Regions from separate parts of the Mus musculus genome. Here regions 1 and 3 are each linked to region 2. Evidence: chromatin contacts called from public Hi-C and promoter capture Hi-C data. All regions are on one chromosome and are shown on one strand. The core of a region is the stretch at or near the end of the contact, and the rest is flanking DNA. Distances in the headings are between cores, read along the strand shown.

Evidence for each region. Promoter capture Hi-C pulls out the DNA fragments that hold promoters and counts their contacts. A called contact is a pair of places that touch in the nucleus more often than the background predicts.
Region 1: a contact with region 2 is called in a promoter capture Hi-C map of stem cell-derived epiblast-like cells, with 2.8 times the contacts expected there. The contact joins the promoter of Gpr61 here to the promoter of Clcc1 in region 2. A contact is called at or near these places in 3 of 39 promoter capture datasets (liver and stem cell-derived epiblast-like cells), 1 of 484 Hi-C or Micro-C datasets (regulatory T cells) and 1 of 115 datasets of contacts at active chromatin or transcription factors (memory CD8 T cells).
Region 3: a Hi-C map of adipose-derived mesenchymal stem cells shows a contact between it and region 2, with 3 times the contacts expected there. The contact joins the enhancer-like site here to the promoter of Clcc1 in region 2. A contact is called at or near these places in 2 of 39 promoter capture datasets (the C10 cell line and hippocampal neurons), 6 of 484 Hi-C or Micro-C datasets (B cells, the Ba/F3 cell line, the G1E-ER4 cell line and 2 more) and 1 of 9 other capture datasets (macrophages).

The regions. Positions count from the first base shown.
Region 1 is chr3:108,153,273-108,157,478 of GRCm38.p6, forward strand. It overlaps Gpr61 (G protein-coupled receptor 61), which reads right to left and starts at 1,660. Exons shown (of 3, transcript NM_001305461.1): 1 at 1,548-1,660.
Region 2 is chr3:108,650,516-108,655,263 of GRCm38.p6, forward strand. It overlaps Clcc1 (chloride channel CLIC-like 1), which reads left to right and starts at 3,398. Exons shown (of 12, transcript NM_145543.2): 1 at 3,398-3,465.
Region 3 is chr3:109,057,884-109,062,704 of GRCm38.p6, forward strand. Gm36778 (a long non-coding RNA gene) reads left to right here. Exons shown (of 4, transcript XR_375965.2): 2 at 843-913. Among named protein-coding and RNA genes, the nearest start is that of Gm36778, 4.6 kb to the left of the region's middle. Within about 2 kb of position 1,563, at least 37 of the 459 cell types and tissues checked have an H3K27ac peak or open chromatin away from gene starts, as enhancers often do. A contact at or near this core is called in adipose-derived mesenchymal stem cells, where this site is marked.

The DNA of each region.
Region 1 (4,206 bases), core at 410-2,909, 500 kb before region 2:
CCCCACTCCTCTCAGAGTTATCTTGCATTCACCATAGGTTTGCGGTGTTACCACAAAGCTTGCACTAATCCAACTTCTAACATGCGAAACATACATTAGGTGTTCAGTGCAATTCTTGTGAGTTGAATTAGACTCAAATTGACTAATTGAATCCTGGCCACAGAGTACAAACTCCTGAAATATTCAGTCAGTCATCTGTGTGCCAGCCAGGGGATTCTCTTCTGAGGAGGATAGCCCAGGCTCCTGAATTTTCGGCTTCCCTAACTTTGGACAACTGCCTAGAGACTTGCCTCTCTCCAGGGAGATGTCAGATTCTCATAAGACAGTCTACCAGGGAAAATAAAATGTTTAAAAGAAATCCTACTCTTTACATCTTTACCCTTTACTCCCAGTCCCCCCCCCCCCTTACATCCATTCTACCTGGGAGTGGGGCCTAAAAGATGTGGTACTCAAAGAAGGAAGAGTCCATCATGTGCGGATGGATAGCAGGAGTCCAATCCAGCAATACCTAGATACAATCCCTGACTGAGAAAAGCAGACATGGTTTTCTTGTGGACACATGGACACGGAAGGGTGCTATGCAGCCATGATGGAGCCTTAGGCTGGCAGACACTGGGCATCTTTCTTTCTTATAGTTCCTTCCCCAGCACCCCCACCCCACCCCAGTCTTGTCAAAAATTCTACAGTGACTTCAAATTCCATGGTTTCCAATGTACCTCGTAACAGACACACCAACAGAGTTGGCTACTTAGTACTCTCTCATTGATGGAGGGTTATGGAAGGGAGGGCCATGGTGTAATGGCTTCATGGGGGAAACCCAAGGAGTCTGACTCCACTCTTAGCTCATGTCATCATGCCTCAATAGATGCTCACATCCTCCCACTGCTTCCTTCAATGCCACCTCCTCATCTTCAAGACCTGCAAGCACCTGAAGGCTTTGCCACTACAGCGTCTGAGGTCTGGCCTCTGGCAGGGCCATGGTCAAGGGAGAGGTATCCTCACTTCAGGATGTAGGATGTGCACACGTGCCTAGCCAAGGCCACATAGGTATTGCTGGGATTCACATGAACCTGTTTCTCATATCCAGAGCTTCTATGCCAAGGATCAGAGTCTGGCCTGCCTTCAGGCAAGAACACGGGCCTCTTAGGCCAAGGGAGATTTCCAGGGACCTTCAACACCTCTTCCTAGCAGAGCTGCCCACGCCCAGGACTTAGATACCCAGCATCCTGGAATGCCGAAAGGCCTATCCAGGGATGTGGGGACCTATCTCTATGAGACTGAGCGAGGCAGACAGAGAATGCTGTCTGTTGCAGGATGTAGTTTCTCTGGCCAGCAGATAATGATCAATATCCCATTTCTTGGATTTGGAGATGCCCACATGCCAATACTACCTTTGGGACACCGGAGAGCCCATCCTGTGACAGAACTGCCCACCACAGGACAGGGTGGGCTGCCCCTTGGAATGCCACCCTTCTATAAGCTGAGACAGCAGTTACCACCAGGCCCTGGGTCTGCCCCACATCCCTGGCCTAGTCGGCAACTCCTACCTTTGCTGAGCAGCTCCCAGCGCCTATGTGATAGCTCTTCTCAGCTGATGCCTCTCCAAGGCTGCTGAAGCCTGAACCACTGCAGTGAGCGGAGAGAGGCAGCCAGCAGAGCAGGATGCTCTGAGAGCTTCTGGGTCCTAGTGGCCTCCTGCTATCTGCCAGCCCCTTTGAGCCACTTCTGGAGCATACAGCTGGGCCTTGGGGTTCCCAGACAATAGTGTCCAGAAAGCCCAGTTCCTCATACTTCTTTCAGGATTCTGGCTGTATCTCAAAGCTTCCAGGAGCCAGCTGACAGCAAGGAGGCAGGGGAAACCCTCCCAGTTAGCCTGGTTAAAGAAAAAGCCCTGGGCACTTAATAGCTGAGTTACCTTGGGCAAGTCATTTCCATTTGACCTTTGTTTCTTATATGTTCAATGGGATTACAGGGTAGATGACCCCCACCAAGATTTCTAGCAGCTTTATTGTTTATTGCCTGGTTCTGTATGATACCAGAACCAAGGTACTTCTGTAGTAGTCAGGTCAGTGCACAGCCAGAACTTCCAAGATTAGACCTGGGAAAAGCTGAGGTTCCAGAAGCCGATCCATGATTTGGCCCCCTTAAGAAAGCAACACATTTGTATAGCAGTCAGCTTAATGGGTAGCAGTGGGATCTGAAGAGGAGTCAAAGGCCCTGTCTTGACCTGGCACTTGTTGCTGCCCAAAGTGCATCACTATTATTTGCTTAAACTGTATGTTTATTTGGAATGAAGCTCTGGGGACTTATGGAGACAGGGGTATCTAATATCCCTGAACGACCTTCCACACAGCCACACCTCTGCTCCCTGAAATCAGAGTAGAAGCCAGATTCTCTGGAAGGCTCAGGTTGGCCTGCATTTGTAGGGCTAGACAGAGCTGGGAACATCACTCCGAATGTCACCACCATATGACAAACCTTTAGAAGGGAGAGAAGGGGTCTGGCCTCCTGCTGGCTATGAAAAGCGTTGTCAGTTACTGATACCAAGGATAGGATCCTAAAACAGCAGCTTAAAAATTTCCACACACCACGAACTCTATTTTCTCTCTTTTAAGTTTGTTTTATGTGTATGGGTGTTTTGCCTGCATGTATGTATGTGTATTGCCTGTGTGCTGGCCACAGAGGTCAGAAGAGGATGTTAGGTCCCTGAAACTGGAGTTATGGATGGAAGTGAGTTACCATATGGGTGCTGGGAACCAAACCTGAGTCCTCTGCAAGAAACACAAATGCTGAGCTGACTCTCCAGCTCCAAGGTAGCCATATCCCTCCCTCCCTCCCTCCCTCCCTCCCTCCCTCCCTCCCTCCCTCCCTCCCTCCCTCTCTCCCTCCCTCCCTCCCTCCCCTTCTCCCTCCCTCCCTTCCTTCTTTCCTTCTTCCTTTTTTTAAGGTTTTTCAAGACAGGGTTTCTCTTTGTAACCATGGCTGTATCCATGATCTCATTCTGTAGGCCAGGCTAGCCTCCAACTTACAGAGATCTGCCTGCCTCTCTCTCAAGTGCTGGAATTAAAGGCATGAGCTACTACTACCTTGCTGGTACCTGTATTCTTGAGGTCAAGACATTGCTCAAAGTCCATAGCCCCACATAGCAGAGCCATGAGCCTGAACTGAGAATGTGGATCAGATCCGGAGCTGACACCACGCCTTGTGGGGGACTGACCTGCATAGCCAACAACTCCTTCTGGCTCCAAAAGGGAATTCTAGAATTGTTTACTAGATCCAGACAAAGAGCCATAAAACCAGTGACTTGCCCAGAGAACTCAGAATAGGCTGGCTTCTTTAGGCCCCAAGCCAACAACCATGAGAACTGATTAGCCTACAGCTGGTGACTGACTCCAGCAGTCACCATCTCTGAATTCTTAATGAGCGGCAGACATGACATACATCTTCCATCCTCACATCAGCGTTTAAAGCATCATCTCTAGGGAAAAGAGGGCACAAGGTGACGTGACCTTCTCCAGATCAAATACAGCCAGAGCCAATATGAAAACCTCATTCAGTTTGAATATAAGGTGTTTTGAATATAGGATCTTTCCTGGTCCCATGCCTTTCTGGGGCCCTGATGTGGCACTCAGGACAATAGCACAGATTGATATAGGACATAGAACCCCTTCCAGGGATTCAGAGAGAGAGAGAGCAGACACCATTGTTCTAACAAAACTACAGACAGAAAGCACTAGACTGGGTTCAGCTTTGGGTGTGCTCGCCGGTCGAAAGGAAGACTCAGCTTCTGAGGTCGATGTGCATTAGTTTTTCCATATATGCAAAAGTCAAAATTCCTCACTCCCCAGCGTGATACAAAGTCTCTAGAACAGATAGAGCCTGCTTCCTAGGGAGCTAGGACAGCTATCATAGCTGGCCAATAAGCTGGAGTGGGGCCAAAGGCAAGGTCATGAGCCCTCTACTAAAAAACTATTGGGAAAAGGGTATGAGGGAGATTGCGGGTTCTAGCTCATCTTCTCAGGTTCTGGAAGCTGTCTTGGCTCAGGGAAGAGAGAAAGGGACCTGTGGGCAGGGGAGGGGGCTGTGTGCTTAAGGCTAGAACAGTGCTGGTGACAGCAAAGGGGCTGCTATTGCTTCTGTTCAGCGCGAATTCAGAGTAGCTGTCAATATTACACCCCAACTATAATCCATGTGCTTATATAGGGT
Region 2 (4,748 bases), core at 2,148-4,647:
GTCCATTGTCATCATAGTGGGAACCATGGTAGCATGCAGGCAGGCATGGTGTTGGAGGAGCTGAGAGTTCTGTATCAGATAGGAGGCAGCAGAAAGGAAGACTCAGCCACTAGGCCTGGCTTGAGCTTCAGAGACCTCAGAGCCCACCCACTAGTGACACACTCTTCAGTAGCCACACCTACTCCAATAAAGTCATGCCTCCTAATAGTGCCACTGCCTATGAGCCTACAGGGGCCATTTTCTTTCAAAATACTACCACAACCATCTGTAAATTCAGTTCCAGGGGAAGCTAACAGGTACACATGTGTGATGCACATACATGCACATGGGCAAAACATTCATTCACATAAAACAAATCTTTAAAAAACATTAACATATATGCTAATGGAGTTTTAGGGCCAGAGTTCTGTCTCTATGTCCTGATGTGCCTGACTCAACTACCTATCCTAATGTTTCAAAGATGACAAAGGACAGGATAATCAACTTGGCTATGATTGGATGAATAGTGTGGCAGCTAATACTGTCTACTTGACAAACAGTCCTTGGGCATATCTCAAAATTAGATTAACAGTGTACTGGCTGGTTTTGTGTGTCAACTTGACACAGGCTGGAGTTATTACAAAGAAAGGAGCTTCAGTTGGGGAAATGCCTCCATGAGATCCAACTGTAAGGCATTTTCTCAATTAGTGATCAAGGGGGAAGGGCCCCTTGTGGGTGGTACCATCTCTGGGCTGGTAGTTTTGGTTCTGTAAGAAAGCAGGCTGAGCAAGCCAGTAAAGAACATCACTCCATGGCCTTGCATCAGCTCCTGCTTCCTGACCTGCTTGAGTTCCAGTCCCGACTTCCTTTAGTGATGAACAGCAATGTGGAAGTGTAAACTGAATAAACCCTTTCCTCCCCAACTTGCTTCTTGGTCATGATGTTTGTGCAGGAATAGAAACCCTGACTAAGACACAGAGGTAGGAAGGCCCACCTTAACTGTGGGCAGCCTCACCCCATGGACTGGTGTACTGGACTGGCTACAAGGGAGAGAGCAAGTGGAGCACTAGCATTCCTTTGTCACTCTACTTTCGGATCAAGAACCTAATGTGACTAGCTGTGTCACATTCCTGCTTCATGACTTCCAGTCTTCCCCTGAACTCTGAACTCAAATAAGCCCCTCTCCCCTAAGATGCTTGTGTCAGAGCTTCTGATCACAGCAACAGGAAAATAACCAATAAAGATGGATAAAGGAGTTTGGTGGCCCCAAATCCCTATATCCAAGGATAACCTTAACTTCATAATCTCTCCTCCTTATCCATGCTCATGTGTAAGCATCCATAATTAAACCTATTGAGTCACACAAATAAAATGTGACTGTACAAGAACTGATGTGGAAAGTGGGTCAGGAGGAGGGGGAAGGGGACAAAAGAGGGTTATAATAAGTGGGTTTGATCAAAATACATTATAAACATGAAAATACGATGAAACCATTATCTATAATTAATGCATGCTATTAAAAAGAAGAGTGGAGACTCAGCTAATATAAGTTTAATTAGGGTTGGTTACGTGAGCAAAGGTGAAAGGTTATTTACAGTATAGATTGGCAACTTAATTAGTTGCTATACCATTGAAGAAAATACCTCCTCTCCTCAAGCAATCATTAACTGCCCATAGCCCTGTTCCATGTTCACATGTCATGTTCACAACGTCAAGACAGATACTGCCTTGTAACAGTTCTTAGCTACTAGTGAGTTCATGTCGTGCCAGGGAGACAAGAGTCCACAACACGCCTACCTTTCTACCCTTCCTCTGGCTCTCAGATTCTACCATTACCACCCCCACCCCCCAACCCACCAAATGATGTTCTTTGAGTTTTGGAAGGAGCAAGTTAGATGTTTCATTTAGGGCTGAGCATTCAAGCCACTTATTCTCAGCACTTTGAGCAGTTATGAGTCTCTGTATTAAGCACTACTACTGCAAAATGAAGCTTCTTTGCCCAAAGCTGAAGGCAGTACTAATGTTTGGGTAAACATAAATATTTGGAAGGCTGCTTGATATGTATGATACATTTAGTCAGCAAAAGAACAGTAGCTTCCCCCCTAGGGCATTGACCTCCCAGACGCAGATTTGATCAGGTCTACTGTGCCGGACATGAATCCCCTCCTATGGAGTGGGCCTCAAATCAAGCTGGAAAGAAGATGGCTACCCACTTAACAGTTTGCCACTATTGCAAATGTGGGTACATCTTGCCTGGGAGGGCAGCCGGGTAACATACAAGGTCACAGCAGGGCAAGACTGCTGGTGACTTCTTCCATAAGGCATCCTTATGTTATGAAAGCTAACCTTCCAGAGTAAGCATTCAGTCCAGTTCCATCTTGACTTCTGTACACACATGGTTGCTACAGCAGTAGGATCTTATCATCTACATCTGAAAGGCTACCAGCCACAGTAGCAATGGGGCTGGAGAAGTGGCTTAGCTGTTAAAAGAACTCAAGTTCGGTTTCCAGCAACCGAGTTTTGTGGCTCAAGATCACCGATAACTCTGCATCTCAGGTACCTGATGCTCTGCTGGCAACTGCAGCTCTGACCTCTGCTGGCAACTGCATTCATATGCAGAAACACAATCAGAATTAAAAAGAAAATACGTGTTGGTGCCACAATTATCTGGGACTTCCTATCTAGGGGGATCCAACCCCCTCTTCTGACCCCTGTATGTACTAGACACGCACGTGGAACACATACTATATGAAGCAAAGCACTCATACATATGAAATAAATCTAAAACGACTACAAATCTTAAAAAGTTGTAAATGATGTATGTATACCCAAGAATACCAAATTAAATACTAACAGTGTCTCATTGCCAGTTAGTTTTTGTATTCATTTCTGGGGTGGGGTTCCTCTTTGGACACTTTGGAAACTGCAAAGCCAGAAGTTGAAGATAAACACAAAACAAACCTTACGTCCAAACTCCCATTTGCCTCCCTCACTATATATAGTACTAGTTAACCATTATCTTCCACTTAGAAAGTTATGTTCGAAGTAGATCTCTCTCTCTATCTCTCTCTCTCTCCTTCTCTCCCTCCCTCCCCCCTCTTTCTTTCTCTCTCTCTCTCTCTCTCTCTCTCTCTCTTTTTCTTTCTTTCTTTCTTTCTTTCTTTCTTTCTTTCTTTCTTTCTTTCTTTCTTTCTTTCTTTCTTTCTTTCTTTCTTTCTTTCTTTCTTTTCTTTCCTTATTTACTTATTACTTATTTACTTATTTAGACGTACTTGGCTCCTTTAGCCACGACCGTCTGAACTGAACTGGTGGTTGGGTAATTGAAAAGCCCTTACTTCAGAGCAGAGGAGCGCGGCCTGGTCCCGCCCCCGCCTCCGCCCCCGCGGCGCAGCCAATCAGCAACGCGCGCGGGAAGGCCGCACAGCTGCGGGCCGAGCGAGTCGATGAGTCCGCTCGGGACTCCAGTCCGAGTGCACCGTGTTTGAGGTAGGCGGCTCGGCGTCTTCCGCGGCCGGGCTGGCCCGGGTCCCTCTGAAAGAGCAGGCAGGACCCTCGACGTGAGTGGGCGCTCTTCGGTGTGTCGGGGCGGCCCGCGGGTCTGCGTGGGAGGCGGCGCGGCAGCGTGAGAGGTGCCGGGGCCTGGGCCCGTGGCGATTCCCTGTTCCGTCTTACGCGGGTAGACAGCGCCCGCCAGTCATTCCCCTTGTCTCGGCTAACCCTGCGAATATACCGAGCGGCCCACCCTGGGGCAAGAGCATCCTTGCTTGTGTTATCTGAAACCTTGGCAGAATCTGCAACAAATACTGACGGCCAAAAAATTATATATATATATTGGATTTGTTGGAGTAATGGTATGAAACTCCAAATTTAATTTGAGTATATTAAGTTAGTTGATGCTGTAAGTCTGTGGGTTTATAATTAGGTGCAAAACGTCAGGTTTTCTCCATGATACTGATTATAAAAGTGCTCTTCTCAGCGTTGTCTGGGCACATATTGGAAATGAAAATTGTCTGGTGGGCGGTGGGCACCCTTTAATCCCAGCACTCCGGAGGCAAAGGCAGGCGGATCTCTGAGTTCGAGGCCTGCCTGGTCTACAGCGTTTCCAGGATACACCGAGAAACCTCGTTTCGAAAAACAAACAAACAAACAAACAGAAAAAAACAACCTCAATTGCCAGGAAAGGACAAGAACACGCGTGAGCTAAATAGCGACTTCCCGCTTCTAAGATAACCGAGAATTTGACTTCCCTTAACCCGGTTAGTCCTGCTTGGCTGGTTGGTTAGACCTCTGATTCTTTGAAATCAGTGACTTTCTTGAGGGTTTCCATTTCGTGGCTGTCAATCAGCCTGCACATCTTAAGAGCTAAGCCAGAGGCCGCCCCTGTGAGAAGCCCCTTTTCTGGTTTTCCCACCTGTGTGATAAGACCCAGCAGAGTTTCCTCACCCGCTTTTGAACCCTAACCTCCAAGGAACCTCTCAGAGCTCAGAGGCCATGGGCATGTTACCCGTTTTTTCTGGGATTGAGACAGTGGTGCCCTTTCCAAGAGTTTTTGTAAGGATTAAAGGAGCATATGTTTCAGTAACAAAATGTCCTCTATTATTGTATGAGTATGTTTTTTTATATACTATTATTGTGCGCACTGGAGTACATGTGTTGTAGTTGAGGCAATGAGAAAATGATACAAACTAACTGGTGTCCACCGACAAGTCATAGAGTAACGCAGGTTTTTTTCATAAACTGAGGCAACATAGGAAGATTTTTGTGATGTT
Region 3 (4,821 bases), core at 313-2,812, 410 kb after region 2:
TTCTGTGTTTTTAAAAACTCTTCTCTGATGTTTCATGGCTGTATTTTTTGCTTTATATTCTGGGGGAGGGGCACAGACTAGACTAGTTTTATGTCTTCCTTAGGCTTTAAAATTTCTAGCAACTACATGCTTAATTTCCAAAAATTAAATTAAAGTTCTAAAATTCCTTAAAGTTTCTAAACCTTTTCTCTTTCTGATATGGGTGGATGTTTGCCTGCATGCATGTCAGTGCACTGGGTAAATGCAGAACCTGGAGAGGACAGAAGAGGGCGTTGCACCCCCTGGGACTGGAGTTCCAGGCAGTTGTGAGCTGACATGTGGGTGCTGGGAGTCAAATCCTCGATCCTCTGGAAGAGAGGTGGAGCCATCTCTCCAGCCTCTCCACGGATTCTTTCTCTGGATTTTTGTTCTAATGTATGTGGAAGGTCAGGGCGAGGCCCAGGGTTACTTCAGTCTAGTTTTGTGGACAGAAATACCTTCATAACTTTCTCTATATGCATCTGTTGAATATTTTTAATGCTTATTTTTATATTTATTTACTTAAGGTTGACCTTAACCCAAGATATCCATCCACCTGCCCCTGCCTCCTGAGTGCTGAGATTAAAGCTGTCTGCTCCACTTATTTATTTATTTATTTATTTATTTATCTATTTATTTATTTATTTATTTCTGATTCTATGGAAGACCTCGTTTGTCTCTGGATTGGACTGTTTATCTTGGATTCTCTCCTTTGCTTGCTTTCTTTTCTGAGATCTCATTGTGATCATATGTAAGAGCAGAACTGATCCTGACAGCTTTTAGGAGTTTCTGACTATTGTATTTACAGGTTTGTTTACTCGCAGGCAGTGGGAGAACTATCCATAGGAACTGCCTACACACAGGAAGCGTCATCATGATCATGCCAATGACCCAGGTAAACCTCCAAGTTTCAGTGGCTTTTAAAATACACGTGCTTTTCTCTCTTCCACATCAGAGTCTAATGTAAGTGTTCCCACTCGGCAGGTGCTTTCTGACATTCAGAGACCCAGGCTTCTCCCACTGGCACCACTAGCATCTCCGTGGGCCTTGGTGCCTTCTACTTCTGGCTTGTCAAAAAGTAAACTGAGTGTTAAAAGAATCCTTGCTTCCTTCTTTGCTCCCTCCTTCCCTCTCTCCCTCCTCCTCCTCCCCTCCCTCCCCTCCCTTTCTACCTCCCCTCCCCTCCCATCCTCCCTCCCTCCCTCCCTCCCTCCCTCCCTCCCTCCCTCCCTCCCTCCCTCCCTCCCTCCCTTCCTCCCTCCCTCCCTCCTTCTCTCCCTCCCTCCCTTCCTTTTCTTATATCGGGGACTGAACATAGTACTGTACAGGCTATGGGTTCTAGCCCAGAATTACTTCACTGGCTCCACCCTTGCTTTCTCAATAAATGTCACACATCACACATCACGTCTACTAGCATTCCATGTAGTAAGATGTTACCCGTGTCTGTGACCAAGGCCACGGAATGAAGGTCCTCTCCTGGTCTGTCTCAGGGCTAAAGAATGAGGAATACAGGCCCTCGGGGGAGCGCTAGGCTCTGCATTCACAGAGTCTCACTCATTGGTTGTCTGTGCTGTGGAATCCCGGAGCAGTTAGCTTAGTGGTGGTGGTGGCAGGGATATCAGTGCAGGGATAGCGTTAGGAGTCCGGAATGCAAGGACAGGGAGAGATTTACCTGAGACACCTGCTCTCGGTACTTCTAAGTTTTCATTGAGGATAGTCAGTTTCTCTTCACCTCTCCATCCTTTACCCCCCTTTCCTCTTTCCGTTTTCTTCTCGCCTCAGCCTTTCCAGGAGCTGGGATGATGGGAGGACACTGGCCAGAGCCGGCTCAGCTACTTAAAAAGTTACTGTTGTGAATGCGTTGGCTAGTCCTTGGCTTAGCTCTCCCTGTTCCTGAAAACGCCTCAGCTAAGTTGGGCTTTGCCACTCTGGTCCTCATTTGAACAAAACAGTTGGCAAACAGCTCCCTGTTGTTGCAATTATTTTAGGAATCTAGAGAAGATGTGGCGTGATCTTTGTCACTCGGTGATATGTTGAAAAACAATTCATTGCTTATAAAAACCTCGGCTGTGTCCAGGAGGTGGTGCATTGCTTTCTTTTATGAAAACGAGATTTAGAAAACTGACTTTAGAATCGTGTGGCAGAACAGTGTTTTGCTTAACAGCAGACAGACCTCACACACTAAATACGGCTAAATGCAGCAGCCTGGACCTGTTGCCGACTATAGTGTAGGTTTTTGTGAGAACACTTTGATGTTTTATGGAAACTTTCCATTTCATTAAGTGACTCATGACTGCATTTTCCCTCTCTTCTGTATTCTCATGTCCTGGCTCTACTCAAACTAAAAATTGTGAAAATGTTTCTAGGGTAATATGAATAAGAATTAGATTAGAACTTCGCTCCCAAACTCCATTTCTATAAAATTCTTAAGTGAGGACGGGCTAGTGGAGTTTTCTACAGGTGAAGGGTCAAGGAATGTATGTTGTGGTTACTTGGGGTTCTTTTCTTTTCTTTTTTTTTCATTCATTAATTAGTTAATTCAGTTTACACCCTGATTGCAACCCCTTCCTCCTCCCCTCCCAGTCCCCCCACCCAACACCAACCCAACCTGGCACATCAAGTGGCATCAGGAGTAAGCACACCCCCCCTCCCCCTCGAGGCCTGACAAAGCAGCCTAGCTAGGGAAAAGGGATCCAAAGGCAGGCAAAACAGCCTAAGTCCGAGACAGTGTCCTTTCTGGTTGTTAGGGACCCACACAAAGATTAAGCCACACATCTGCTCCATATATGTAGGGAACCTAGGTCAATCCCGTGCATGGTTTTTGGCTGGTGGTTCAGTCTCTGTGAATCCCAGGGGGCTCAGGTTATTTGACTCTTCTTATGGTGTCCTTGACCTTTCTGGCTCCCTTAGTCCTTCCACAAGACTCCCGAGCGAGCTCCGCCTAATGTATGGCTGTGGGTCTCTGCATCTGTTTCCATCAACTGCTGAATGAAGCTGTTAGATGACTGTTATGCTGGGCTCCTGTCTGCAAGCACAGCAGAGTATCACTAATAGTGTCAGGGGTTGGTTGGCTCTCTCCCATGGGTTGGATCTCAAGTCGGGCCAGTCATTGGTTGGACATTCCCTAAATCTCTGCTCCATCTTTATCCCTGGGTATCTTGTAGGCAGGGCAGATTTTGGGTTGAAGGTTTTGTGGGTGGTTTGATGGCCCCCTCCCTCCACTGGAAGTTTTGCTTGGCTTTAGGAGGTGACCACTTCAGGCTCCATATCTCTTGCTGCTAGGAGTCTTACTTAGGGCCACCAGTTGGGGTTATTCTCAACTCAGTGTGCGTTATAAATTGTAACTATTGGTCTATTTATTCATAGCTTATAAAACAGAGTAAAACACACAATCACTGGAAGACTTCTTGAGGCACTCCCTGCCAGCCTTTTAATAAGGTGAAGGTGAATTTTTATGGAACTCTGCATATTGTAAGGATTTTGTTGTATCTTCCTTTCTAGCTGAATCATCATTGATCCTCCAGAGCTAATAAAAAGTACACACTAATTGTAGACAATGAATAGCATTCATTTTATATTGTATACAGTTATATATTAGTTATTTTATAAGATACTTGAAAACCTCTGCAGAACAGGCAATAAATAATATAAACATAAGAATTTAAAATAAAATTGAGTCTGATTGAGTGTGGTGGCAAATGGCTTTTATTCCATCACTTGGGGCAGACACAGGAAGAACTCTATGAATTTAGGGCCAGCCTGGTCTAAACAGTGAGTTTCACATTAGCTAGAGCTGCACAGTGAAGACCTTGTCTCAATAAATAAATAAGTAAATAAAAATTAAAAATCCATTTATTTGAGTATATGTTGCATCTATTCTGAAAATAAAACACTCGGCTGTCCACACTACTTCCATCGAGGCCAGCATTAGTTTTCTCTTTCATTATTTCTTCAGAGGGATAAAAAGAGTCTTACTTCTTGTGCTGGACTAAATAATGAGTTTCCTCAATATTCATGTCTACCTGAAACCCTAGGATTTAATCTTATCTGAAAATAGGGCTTCGAAGGAGTAATTAGGATGAGGTGGCAGTGTATTTGTATGAGCGCTAAATCCAGCGATGAAAGTATTCAGAGGTCTTCAGAGGAGAGCGACACACAGGGCACCGGAGGCAAAGCTCAGAGTAAGGCAGCTATAACCCAAGGGCAGCCAGAATTTACCTCAACTGTGGGAAACCAGAAAGTCTGGGGTGACATTCTCCCTCAGAGATTCTGATTGCCTTGATTTTTTTTTCAATGACATTTAAAAAAATTCTCTTTATATCCCAATCACAGCTCCGCCCCAAGTCCCACCCTTACAAGTCCCTCTCCCCCACACCCCCACTGCTTAGATTTTGATCTTCTGGCCTCCCGAACTCAGAGTACATTTCTGTTGTCTTAAATCACCTGTTTCTGGTAATTTACTGTAGCAGCCTGAGAAAACTGCCTTAGCTCAAACTTAAACAACCCCCCACCCCCAAACCAAACCAAAAAACCCCAAAAACCCAAACCCAAACCAAAAAACCAAACAATAACAAAAAAACAAAACAAAACAAAAAACCCCAACTCTTTCTCTGAATATCCATAAACTCAGGGTCAACTGGGTACACCACAAATGACCGCAGTAGACACACTTCCCAAGTGACGGTGAACGAGAGCGGGGCTTGCACAACAAGTTTAAACGACAGAAGGAAAGCTTCTTTTTTCTCCCTCAGTACAATCGGTTAACACACAGCACTTTGCTACAGATGAAACCTTAAGACCATG